Linked DNA regions of Anas platyrhynchos: region 1 is linked to region 2. A link is a contact called in public Hi-C data. All regions are on one chromosome and are shown on one strand. The core of a region is the stretch at or near the end of the contact, and the rest is flanking DNA. Distances in the headings are between cores, read along the strand shown.

Region 1 (6,409 bases), core at 1,336-3,835, 79 kb after region 2:
AAAAAAAAAAAAAAGAAGTCTGAAGTGAATGGATTTGTAATTCAGTCAGATGGGACCATGCTGCTGAAGGCGGCTTTGCTGTGGGCAGCCAGATTTAGAAAGAGGGATTAAGATCCCTGCCGGACACAATAAGTAGCAACATTACAAGGAGTTTACGAGAAATGTTTTTAGGGGAAAATAGGAGGGCGCGTTTATGTCACTCTGAAAACACCCCATGAGATTATGTTTCATTGTCCATGGAAATGCAGTAATACTTTTGATCCCGGTAATAGACTGGTTCCCTCCTTTTTTTACACCTTGAGTGCTGTGTTCAGTTTTGGGCCCCTCACTACCAGAAGGACACCAAGTCCCTGGAGCGTGCCCAGAGCGGGGCTACAAAGCTGGTGAAGGGCCTGTAGCACAAGGCCTGTGAGGAGTGGCTGAGGGAGCTGGGGGTGTTTGGTCTGGAGAAGAGGAGGCTCAGGGGAGACCTCACTGCTCTCTGCAACTGCCTGAAAGGAAGCTGTGGGGAGCTGGGGGGCGGCCTCTCCTCGCAGGTAACTAGTGACAGGACCAGAGGGAATGGCCTCGAGTTGTGCCAGGGGATGTTCAGGTTGGCAATGAGGAGACATTTCTGCTCAGAAAGAGCAGTCAGGCACTGGGACAGGTTGCTCAGGGAGGCGGTGGAGTCACCGTCCCTGTGGGTGTTCAAGGAAAGGTTGGACATGGTGCTTGGGGACATGGGTTAGTGGGTGATCGGAGGGTGGTAGGAGGATGGTTGGGCCAGCTGAGCTTGGAGGTCTCTTCCAACCTTATCAATTCTGTGCTTCTGTGATCTACATGTAGATATACACATGCACAAGCTGTGACGAGATCCCCATGAGGAAGGGGCAGTGACTGCCAGAGAGGCAGCAGCGCGGTGCAGCAGTGCCAGCTGCCTCTGGTGCCAGGGAGCAGCAGCTCGGAGCTGCGCAGAGGTGAGGGCAGGCAGCGCTGCGCTGTCTCGTACATCACAGGCCGGTCGGCTGCACCACTAAGTTGCGTTTATCCAGAAAGGCTGTCGTCTCTGAAGACATCAGAAAGTGGAGATCTGCCATTTCTGGTGGGTAATGAAATCACGGCGTAAAAATGTGATTCTTCTTTCTGATTTGAATCTGTCTTTGGCTTCCAGCCCTTGTATCTGGTTTTGCCTTCTTCACTAGATAAAAGAACTCTTTAAAGGATTTCTTCCCTCGTGAAGGTATTTTTATATGCCATGGTCAAAGCGTCTCTCAGCTTTCTTTGAGGTAAGCTAAATGATTGAGCTCTTTAAGTCTCTCACTGGAAGACGCTTTCTGCCTCAAATCATTTTTGTGTCTTCTTTTTCTGCTCTGGCTCTGAAATGTAGGTGCCTGACTGTACACATTTTTTCTAGCATCGTTCTTCTAATGCAGTATGCAGGATAAGCCACCTCCTGGCTTCTGTTTGCTCTTCTGCTCTCTGTATATTCAGGGGTTGCATTACTTCACATCATACCACAGAACGGCACAGCGAAGCTCATGTTCGACTGTCTGTTTTGCACGTTAAGATGCTGCTTTAAAGTCCTTGTTTTTTTGGAAAACACCTTGTCCCTTGAGGTGGCATACCCACCCCTGATGGTTTCTGGTCCCTGGGGTCCCACTCTGATCCCTGGGCCTCCAGCAGAAGTGGTGTGAGTTGACAACATCTGAGGGAGGAGCAGGCACGTGTAAGATTTGAGACAAAGAGGAAAATACCTTTTTTCCTTCCCCTTTGTCCTCTTTTTGAAGTCACTTGTGTTTGGTGTGCGTAACTGTACACACACCACCCTGAACTCCGAGGAGGACCCTTCACTGCAGCAGATCCTTAGAAATACCGTGGGCAGAGGCGCTGATGAAGCAGCTAGGTCCCTACAGAAGTTTGCCTTACTGGGTGCTCTACAGCTACGAAAACCTGCCCAGACGTGTCACACAGACCATTTGGAAATTCTGCCTCTTTCTTGGCTCCACGAATGGAAGCTCGACTCTGCCTAAATCCGGCCTTACTCCCAGGTGCAGGGCACTCGATCCTGTCCCTGGGCTGCATTGGAAGGGGGTCGCCGAGACTGTGGGGAGCATGGGGGTCCTGCTGGGTTTGGACCCAGGCACAGCTGCCACACAGCAGCAGGTGAGGAGCTCTGCTCCTGGACACCAGGGAGCATTTTCCTGCTGGCAGGGGCTTTCTGCCCGGGCTGCACTCCTGTTTTCGGGATACACAACCCAGGGCTGCTCCTGGTGATGTCAGCGGGGCCTTTCATCATTGTTTGGGAAGAGCTTTGGCCAAAAATAATGGAAAGGAGCAGAAATATTCCGGGCGGGAGGGTGGTGTTCTGGCTTGATGAAGAACGCCTGGCCTTAGATCTGTTATTAAAGCTGGAAACAGGAAGCTTTTGCTGTGAATAGGCAAACTCCCGTACCCAGGAACGGCTGAGCACACCGCTCTGGAAGTGACACCCCCGTGCTAATCTTCGTGTTTCCTCCAGCTGCCGCACGGGTTCGTGTCAGCTGGCGGGGCTTCCTTCGGGGCTTTCTTCCCTTCCCAACCCCGCAGCTTGCAGCGTAACGCCCTGCGGGACCGAGCTGCGGCACTGCGGGACGGGTTCGTGCCTGCGCTGCTTCCGTGTGCACACGCAGCGAGCCAGGACACAAGTCACAGAATTTCTAGGTTGGAAGAGACCTCAAGATCATCGAGTCCTGCAGCAAGGCTCTTTTGAGGCAGATTCAGCCAGGTTTGGGGCTGCAGCCCCGGCAGCAGCTGCGCACAGAGGGTTGGGGGAGCCCCTGCGGGTGCCACCTCCGGCTGCCGTTCCCCCCCCGGTTCCTTTCCCTTGCAGTAGCTGCAGCAAAGGCTCCGTGACTTGGCAGCGCGGCCTCGCTGCTGCCTATAAATGGAAGCAGTTGGCTGGTCTCCCAGTATCACACGAGATAGCCCTGTGCAGCCTTATGCAATCCCCGGCCTGATGACTTCATCAGGAGCCGGGGGGACGGGGTAGGAGGGATCCTCAGAAGGGTGCTGTGTGTCCCCCCGGGCCCCACGGGATGGGGACGGTGGCAGGGTGAGGGCAGTGAGGGGAGCGTCAGGCCACGAGCCCACAAAGTGTGGTGTGAGGAAGGAAAGGGGGGGATGTGGGAAGGCTGTTGGGGTGGGGAGGAAACTTTCAGACCAGGGGGACGTGTACATTGGGAAGGGAAAGCAGCCGAGTACCGGAGAGCTGCCTCTCAGCGGGGAGCCCTTCGGGAACTACCAGTGCAAAGTAGAGATGTGGACAAATTGTATTTTCTTGTTATTACCTCAAAAGGGTCCTTGAAAACCTGACCTTTGTGACCCTGAGCCGAGCCGAGCCGTGCTGCCCCGGTCTGGCAGCGTCCCCTGGTGCTGATCTGAGCTGTGCCGAGCCGGGCAGCATGGGGAGATGCGGGGGAAACGCGGGCTGGGGGAGGAAGATCCAAAGGAGAGGGCTTCTGCAGAGACTCTGGCATCCTTGCTCCCATCTCTTTTTCTTTTCCCAGCACTAAAAGACAGCAAGTTGCATTGGGAGCACAAAGAGAAAGCAGGGGGGGTAGGAGAAGGTACCCGTGGCATCACAGATGCTTGTGTCCTCCCAGTGACGAGCTTTTGGTCCTTAGCTGTGGGGTGAAAATCATAAATAAAGACGTTGTGTGCGTAAATCCTGAGCTTCTGGTGCAATATAGGGGGAATTAGGGCTCTTCACTGTGCCTGCCTACAGCCTCAGCTCCTGAACACAGAGGCCTGCTTGATAATGCTGGTGTGGGGAAAGGGAAGGAAGTGGGAAGGGAGAGAAACGAGGTTTATTATCCCCATGATGACAGAGGAAAACTTTGGAAAAACATCTCTCTCGGGTTACTTAGCCTGAGTGAGAATAAACCTAGTACCCAATTCTGGTATCTTATTATTAGTGAATTGTCAAGTGCTCTTGCTTTATCTGGGGGGCCTCTGAACTCCGGGTTACGACGTGAGAGCCGAGGAACCTGCCACCTGCAGCAGACAGCGTGAGGCACAAGCAAGGACTCTTACTTTCTTCCAGCTCCAGTCCTCGCCCACAGACTTGAGGCATATTGTTAACCAACCATGATTTCCCCAGCCCGCGAGCGCCCTCAGTAACCAGGCTCTCTCTCTGTTTGTGCAGGAGCAGCACCAAGTGGGATTGTCTCGGACCACAGCACCTATGCAGCCTTCCGTCCCACCGGGCTCCAGCAGCGTGGTCACAGGCACGAGCTCTGGGGGTCCCTTCCTGGGAAACCAACCGCAAGCAGCCATCATGAAGCAGATGCTGATTGAGCAGAGAGCCCAGCTCCATGTGATGGAGCAGCAGAAACAACAGTTTCTCCGAGAGCAGAGGCAGCAGCAGCAGCAGCAGATCCTAGCAGAGCAGGTACAACATCTGTTTGTCTCGAGCTCTGCAGCACGTGCTGGTATGGCAGCATGGGCACTACAGGCAGTACAACACCAGCCCTTCCTTTTACAGTCAGAAATTCTCTCTCTGTGGCTTACATCATGTTTTTTTCAGCAGTGGTTATCAAAGAAGAGGCATCTGCCTCAGTCCTGCCATGACCTTGGCAAATACTACACCTTTTCCTAGCTGTGGACATGACAATTGCATGGGGTTTTAGACACTGGGAAAGTTAGCTCTTAACCTGCTATCTCATGATGCATTTAGTCTGGCAGAAGCAGACTGGTACGGTGAGAGTTGCTGCTGCTCTCCCCTGTAATTGGGCTCTGCATTAAGTGGAGTTAGAACTTGCACATGTTGTATAGCCGTAGAAGTACTGATAGCCTTCCCCTTGTTGCATGGTCCGTATGAGAAAGAGAAGAATTCTCCCCCAGTGAACAGGAAGGATGCTCCTAGAAATACTCAGGTAGAAGATGCATGAATTGGTCCAGGGGTGAACAAATGCAGAGTGAGGATGCAGTAATGATTCCCCACACACGCATCAGGCCCATTCAAGTGCATACACCCGGGAGCCAGTCACTGAGAAGACAAGTCTAAAAGTCAGTCCTTAAGCTCTTGGCTTTCAGGTGTGTGCCCAATGAGATTTCCTTTATCTTTTTGATCATTTGTAGCACATGTTTACGAACACAGGGATTAGTACTTGCTTCTTTCCCATCTTTGCCATTCCCTTACCTTTGTTACTCAGCTTTGGTTTTGAACAAAGCATTTGTACAGCTTTAGATGGAGTGAAAAGATACGCCATTCTAGTGACTGCTTAGTCAAGTATACTCTAGGCTTTGAAAGCTCTGAAAGCTTGTTGTTGTTGTTGTTGTTTTTAAATAGCCCTTAATTCTGTTTTAGATGCATGAGTATTCATAGAAAACAACCACAGATGACCAGTGTGATCTGGATCAAGCAATAGAGGCATTTTGCAATCGCCAGCTCCCCAAATATCATTCACTAAAATAGTGGAGGAAATGTGCCTTAGTAGCCATTTCTGGTTTGGCTAGGTAATGGTTGTAGAACACGGTTCTCAGATCAGGATGCAGTATTGCTTGCAGCTGAGTGCAGGTGGGCTGCAGTCTGTTACCAGGAATAAATACATCCAGACCCTGTCAGGGCTGGGGAAAGGAAGGGGTGTGTGGATACAGCTGCACTTAGACCTAGGTGAACGCAGATATCTCATATCCCTCCCTCTCTTTTCAGCGCGAAGACAGTCCCGTTTGCACTTTAGAGGTCAAGATGAAGTGCTTGTAAGCAAGGAGAGTTGATGTTAGCCTCAGTGCTTATTCCTTTCTGAACCAGAAGGAGTCCATGTGCTGAGTAGCCCAAGTACTCTCAGGAGCACTCTTCAGTTGACTCTGCTTGTCTCCAGAACAGCTTGCTAGATAAGAAACACTGCAGTTCTGCTGCCGTACTCTTGTCACCAGCCCCTTTCCAGCTCTCTAATTAATTAATCATCTTTTTCTCTTCTGCTTTCTTTCGCTCGTTCATTTTCAGCAGTTGCAGCAGCAGTCACATTTGCCTCGGCAGCACCTGCAGCAACAGCGGAGCCCGTATCCAGTGCAACAGGTCAATCAGTTCCAAGGTAAAAGTCACGATCTTTTTCCTAGATTGAAGACAAAGTATGTCCCTGCAGTGGGCATTTGAAAGTTCATGTGTTTTGTGAGGACATTTTGTGTTTTGTTAAGCAGTGTGCCAGAACAGCAAGGCAGGCTGTTGCACACTTGCGCATACTGCATATTTTACAAAAGGGAAATGACCAGTTTTGAATATTTAGTTATGTTTCTAATTTCCTTTCTGCTCCACTCAGCAAAAGCTGCATTTTTCATTTGACATCAGTTTTGTCTCCTTGATTCCTGTGTTCTATGGATTCATCTTGTTTGACTTCACTCATCCTACATTTTTTTCAGCTATTGTCTCTCCCTGTATCCTGGTTTTACT
Region 2 (5,801 bases), core at 2,221-4,720:
AATTCAGCAGTTATTCTGCCATCAGCTGATGCAGCTAGGACCAGGATTTGGGCTTGATCTATTTCAATAACTTCTGATTAAGAACCTGGTTTCCAAACTCAGTTTAAACTTGGTCTCACGTTGCATTTTAGGATGAACTAGCTTGAGCTGGCTTAAATCTCTGCTTTAGACTGAATTAAAGACAACCCAAAGCTGATGGGGTCTTAGCTGGGTTGCTAGCTACAGGGAAAATGCCATGTGAAACAGCTCCTGAAAGCTGGGAGGAGAGATCGATGCTCAGGGAAAAGCCAAGGGATTTGTCTGCCCTTGATGCTCAGTGTGCTCTTCTGTCTGCTCACACCGTCAGTTCTGCCCTTGTGTAGTGCCTGCCCTCCTGCAAGGGCTGTGTAGGTAGCAGCAAACCCAAATAATTTGTTTCCTGACACTAGAGATTGCCTTCAATCCCTGCTGTAAAGCTCCCGACATTAAAACCCCCAATATTTTTTCAAGAATTCCTAGGAGGCTGCTGGCACATAATGACTAATTTTGTAAATCTTGCATTAAAAAGGGGGCTGTACATCGGAGAGGCTTCTGCTATATTTAGAACAAAACTTCATGCTCCCACTGTCAGGATGTGAGCTTAATTACAGCATGCTGCAAACTTTGCTTTTGTGAGGGATATTTTTCTGCGCTGCTTGCTTCAAAAAGCACAGTTTTGCTGCTATTTTTATGATGCTTTTGTAACAGCAGCAGGAGTTGAAACGGGTTCGGTGAAACTGGAGACGGATCCTCTGACACACCAGCAGTGATAGCAGCCGTGCGGTTCCCAGCTCGTAACTTCTCACCAGCTGAAATGAATCAATGGCAGGAGGAAGGCGTAGCCCGATACTGGTTGGGTTTTCTTTTTTACTCCTGTAACTCGTAATTCACTTTTCTGTTACACCCCAAAATTTCCTGTTAGGATTTCGATACGGATCCACTTCTGCTGCTGTGTTTGTGCTTGGGTAACTGCTGGAGGATTACAGCAGAAAAAATAAAACTGGTAAGTTAGCAAGTTGTCTAGCCAAGGCCATTGAAAAGGTACATGCGATTCAGACCCCTGTGCATTTCTCCTGCTGGGGTGGCGTGGAGGCAGTGAGAGGGAAATTGCCAGGCAAGGCCGCAGGGTGCTGGGCAGGCAGGCTGCAAGCAACTGGGCCACCGGGAGCTGTGGTGTGTGGTCAAAGGGGTTTGCAGGTCCACGGTCAGCCTGCACCTGAGAAATGAGCCCTTAAAGAAGCAGCATAATGCAAAGGCAGCAGCGTCTGCTTTGCTCTTCTGGTATTTTGATTTTTTTTATGTTGCTTGGACCTGTCTTTTTTTTTTTTTTTTTTTTTTTAAATAATGGTAGTGGAGAAGTTTTCTGCAAAATATTTAATTTGTCAGCACGTTACACTAAAAGTAAATATGACATAACTTACTGGAAAAAAAAAAAACACATTATTTTCAGTTTTGCAAATAGTAATGTAAATGTTAAATCCACTTTTCTTTTTCCCCGTTGGTTTTTAAAAGGAAAATAAAATAATTGGCAAGATGTCTTTGAGATTTGATGATAGATTATGCAGTACAGAAGCTTGACACCCGGTAGAAACGCTCCTTTCTGCAAAGCTTTTATAATGTAACAATATAAATTCATGTATCTCAGGTAAACTGTTTTCCTGCCCCCATGGGATTCGCACAAATTTCCCCTATTAGCATGGTGCAAGGACTCTGTTGAGACTGCTCACCTGATGAGCAGGAATCGACACAAGTGGCATTTGCACAATCCCAGCAGAGAGAGACGCTGGCTGCATAAAATAATAACTGAAAGCGTTTTTAATTTAGGCAGGGCCGTGCTGAAAGCCATTCCAGCACCTCACTAGAAAACAGCCGTACTGCCAGAGCAATAAACAGCGCCGATGGCTGGGGGTGGGTGACATAATCCGAGACCATGAGGTGGTGTTGTGTCTATGCTCAGTGTCTCGTGGCTTTGTTTAACATGGCCTGGCAGCCCTGCCCTCAGAAGGTGCTCGTTTCCGAGGTGCAGGGCGAGAAGCCCCCTCGCCGTCTCAAGCACTGCGTGTCTCTCTGCTCCCAGAAACTTTCTCAAGCAGCACCGCTATCAGTGAGTCGAGCAAATAAACCTCGCTCGTCCTTGGTTTCTCTGGGATTTCAGGCTGCTGGCTCAAACGGTGCTTCTCACAGGACAGGAAAGAATTTGCTGGGCTGAATTTATCAATTATGGGCCAAATATTGACATTTTAATTCTCTGCTTACCTCTTCTAAGGCAATACAAAAACAGAGCCAAGACCTTTATAATTCCTTTTTTGTTTTATTGACGGTACGCCAGGGCCAAAGTGGCATCATGTGGGAAAGTATAACAAATATTTTGCCCAGAACAACTTTGGTGTATTTATCTGTTTCTTTAAACCTAATCTAAGACATTAAAAAGAAGCTTTCTGTCCCTGGGATCTGAGCAGTAGTCTCCAGACAATTCTCACCGCAATTAAGACTTACATAACTATCTGATTGTTAGGAGTCACAATAACAAACCAGTGAGGGTGAATGTTTGGATGGGAAGAGAGAGAGTGAGAGTCTTGTCTTTCCATGGGCTGTTTAGAGGAAAACCTCTTCCACAGAGGCACAAAGCTTTTGGAGGAGAAGGGGTTGAACTGGAGATTAACATAGCTACACAGAACAAATGTTTTGCCTAATACCTTGCTCAGGACATTGTGGAAATGGCAAGGCAGAGCATTTCTTTGCTAAATGCCATTCTGTTTGCACAAAGGTCTTTTCCTCCACGAATTGAGCTTGGCTGATACTGAGAAATACTGACTTATTCAGGCAGATTGCGCAGAGGGTTTAGTAAGTAGAGCAGTTTTACCTACTGTTGGTCTCTCTCCATTCCCTCCGTTCCTTAAAGAACATCTCTGCAGAAGAGCTAATTTTAAGTGAGAAAGCTATAGTGTGTGTTTGGTTTTTTTTTTAATTTTTTTAAATTTTTGTCCTGAAAATTAAATCTTCTTACTCCTAGTCCCAGAACAAAGTCTGTTACTTCAAGGACAGCTGTATTAATGCTATTTGTTGTCTCTTTAATATGTTGCTGTTTCACTGCACGGCTCCTGCTGGCACCCCAGAGCTTGGTGTGGCAGGGGTGGCCAAGGGGACCATGGGCACGCTGAGACCCTCTGACCTCCAGCTCCCTGGAGAAGTGCAGGTGTGTGGAAAGGAAGAGCAGGGAAGCTCTGGAGGGAGCGATGTTCTGCCTGCCTCCTTCCTCCCGTACGCAGCAGGGATTAAGTCTTTCCATCACAGACCAAAAGCATACCAGGTCCGAACTGAAGGTCACTTCTGTTGCTTTCTCTGCCCAGCCCCTGGCACGGTGACAGCAAGGTTCTGGTTTCAAAACACACCCAGAGGGACCTCGGGAAGCAGCAGCACATGAAAGGTCAAGAGCTGCGTGTCACTACAGTGCATTTATCAGACCCCACGTTGGACTGGCCTTGCAAGCGACACGCAAGAGCAGAAGAGAGCATTCCCCTTTCCCTGCTTTCTTAAAATGAGTGCTGGGCAATGCTTCTGTTATTTCTGAAACCTCCCAGAAATAAACATCAACACGAACCACAGAAGCAGAGCTAGCAGCAGCACAGCCTGTGTGTACGTTTGCTCCATGGGGTTTCCTCTCCCCTCCTGTCAATTATTCTTCGGAGGAGACTTTTCTGACTGAAACAATAGCAGGCTCCTCTGCCACTGGCTCTGCTTGTGTCGGCCCACCAGCAGGGATGCTTTGTAAGCCAGAATGAAGACCAAGTCCCGGAAGACCAAGAAATCAAAATGAGAGGGTCTGCCCACAAAGCACGGCTCAAGTTTTCTCTAATTTCGTGGCGTTCCCAGCTGGGTTGTGGTCACGGCTGGCACAAGACAACGGGCTCCTGGTGGATCCCAGCCTTCGCCGCCGCGTGTTGCTTGTCCAAAGTGCAAACCAAATAATCTTGTATTGGAAAGGCTTACAGTGAGGGTCTTGAACTGTTTCTTTCAATCTGGACAACTACTGCTGCTAGGATCTGTGCGTGCTTCTGAGGGAGAACAGCAGAAAACCCACCACGCATACAGTGCAAACCTTGGCATTTCCGCGGGTAGAAGAACTGTCAGCCTGGCCGCTGGTACAAAAGTGCCCAGAGGAGCATTATCTTTGCCTGGTTTGGGGTTTTGTTTCCTACTTCCTACAACACCTCCTTGTGCAGAACAGATGCAAGGCAAAAGTGCAGCTGAACAGATGCAAATCAGGTAACTTGGAAGGATCTAAAACGTGTAGTGAACTTTCTCACACACCCATATGCTTCACCACATACTAGGAGGGAGGGAGGAGACTTAGAAGCAAAGAAGTAATGTGGTGGTGTCTCCTATATAAAAAGAGCATCCCAGCAGCATGTAATCTGATTTCGATGTTGATCTCTGGGTCCCTACAAAGCTCCCATGGCCACCTACCAGAATTGCATTACTCGGAGCAGTTCACACCAGGGTCTCGTGGTTTGAAATGTCTGACAGGGCTCTCACAGGCCCCGCGCTACTTTCAGCTAGATCACTTTGAGGCTTTCTAAGGTAAACCTAGTACACTTCCCAGTGTGTTGTAAACGCTGTGCCATGAGTTGCAGGGATTTTAGGGAGATGACTGCGGTGTAGCACGAGCGTGGGACCAAATGACCAACAGCGGGCACGGTTTCAGCTGTTTGAAACAAAACTAATCCTCCCTGTGTGCCAGTGAAGCTCCTCGATCGCTGTGTGCCTCTCCCAATTCCGCTCCCTGGGCCGCTGTCGGGGTGTTGTGCAAAGTGCTGTTTGCAGGATATGAATAGCATCCAATTTGCCTCTATTCTTCAGGCTTCTTAAAGCCTGAAAACAAACGTAGTCAGCAGCTTCTGCTGTGAGTTTATTAATGCTCGGGCATAGAATAACATCCCCATTAGATATCTGCTGTGGAATAAAGTGCAACTGCTGACTGCTCTGCCATTTCTGGGCACCATTATGTGGTAGATCCGTGTGGTTAGTGACAGTAAATGCCAGTCTAACGTTGCTGATTTCGAGGCAGTAGCTATTGATGTGAGCCGGCAGGAGCAGGAAGCATTTCCCAAAGCGTCTTTCAGCTTTGGGGTACCTGTATGTTCAGAGGCCTGATGCTCAGAGATCTGATACTTGGCATTTTTCAAAATCTGACTCCTTGATACGTGTAAGCGAGGCAGCCTTAGTATATCAATTGTTCTGGAAATGAAAAGGTAGGGGTTGTGTGTTGTTTTTTTCTACTGTTTCTGTGACTGACAACCTGAAATTCGCCCTCCTTGGCCAGCAACCTTGTCTTGTGCTGAGGGACCTGCACTTGCCTCCTGAGGGCCTAGAAACCAGGAGTGGAGGTGACAGCCACCGCTGTCACTCCTCTCCTCACCGTTGTCCCTTGCTCCTTTTCCACATCCTGCTGCTCCTCCGTGGAGGCCGAGCTGCCCACCCGCTGCAGGGTCCTTCCCTGGGAGTTTGGGAATGGCAGACCTAGCGTTTAGTCTGCATCTACTTGTTTGGATTTCTAATCTGATGAAACCTTGCTCCAGACTCCTCTCTGGAGGAAATGAAGGAGGAAATGGTATTTTCTCCATTTCCTTTACCTCGGTGTCGCCCTGTGCATCACCTGATGAGCAGATACTATGCTTGAGAAACACTTACAGGATTTTTTTCCCCATTATTTTTTTTTTCCTGACAAATGTAGACTCTGTCGATCCTTCCATTTCCCTTGAAAGTGTGAGTTATAACGATGT

Evidence for each region. Hi-C and Micro-C count contacts between places; a contact is called where the count stands out from the background.
Region 1: a contact with region 2 is called in a Hi-C map of liver, with 1.6 times the contacts expected there. The contact joins two enhancer-like sites. A contact is called at or near these places in 3 of 8 Hi-C or Micro-C datasets (liver, small yellow follicle and subcutaneous adipose tissue).

Annotation. Positions count from the first base shown.
Region 1 is chr4:40,050,071-40,056,479 of IASCAAS_PekinDuck_T2T, forward strand. It overlaps MAML3 (mastermind like transcriptional coactivator 3), which reads left to right. Exons shown (of 6, transcript XM_072036764.1): 4 at 4,163-4,408; 5 at 5,966-6,053. Among named protein-coding and RNA genes, the nearest start is that of MGST2, 23 kb to the right of the region's middle. Within about 2 kb of position 2,586, at least 7 of the 8 cell types and tissues checked have an H3K27ac peak or open chromatin away from gene starts, as enhancers often do. A contact at or near this core is called in small yellow follicle, where this site is marked.
Region 2 is chr4:39,969,816-39,975,616 of IASCAAS_PekinDuck_T2T, forward strand. The region is part of intron 2 of MAML3 (mastermind like transcriptional coactivator 3); the gene reads left to right. Among named protein-coding and RNA genes, the nearest start is that of MGST2, 100 kb to the right of the region's middle. Within about 2 kb of position 3,471, at least 4 of the 8 cell types and tissues checked have an H3K27ac peak or open chromatin away from gene starts, as enhancers often do. A contact at or near this core is called in small yellow follicle, where this site is marked.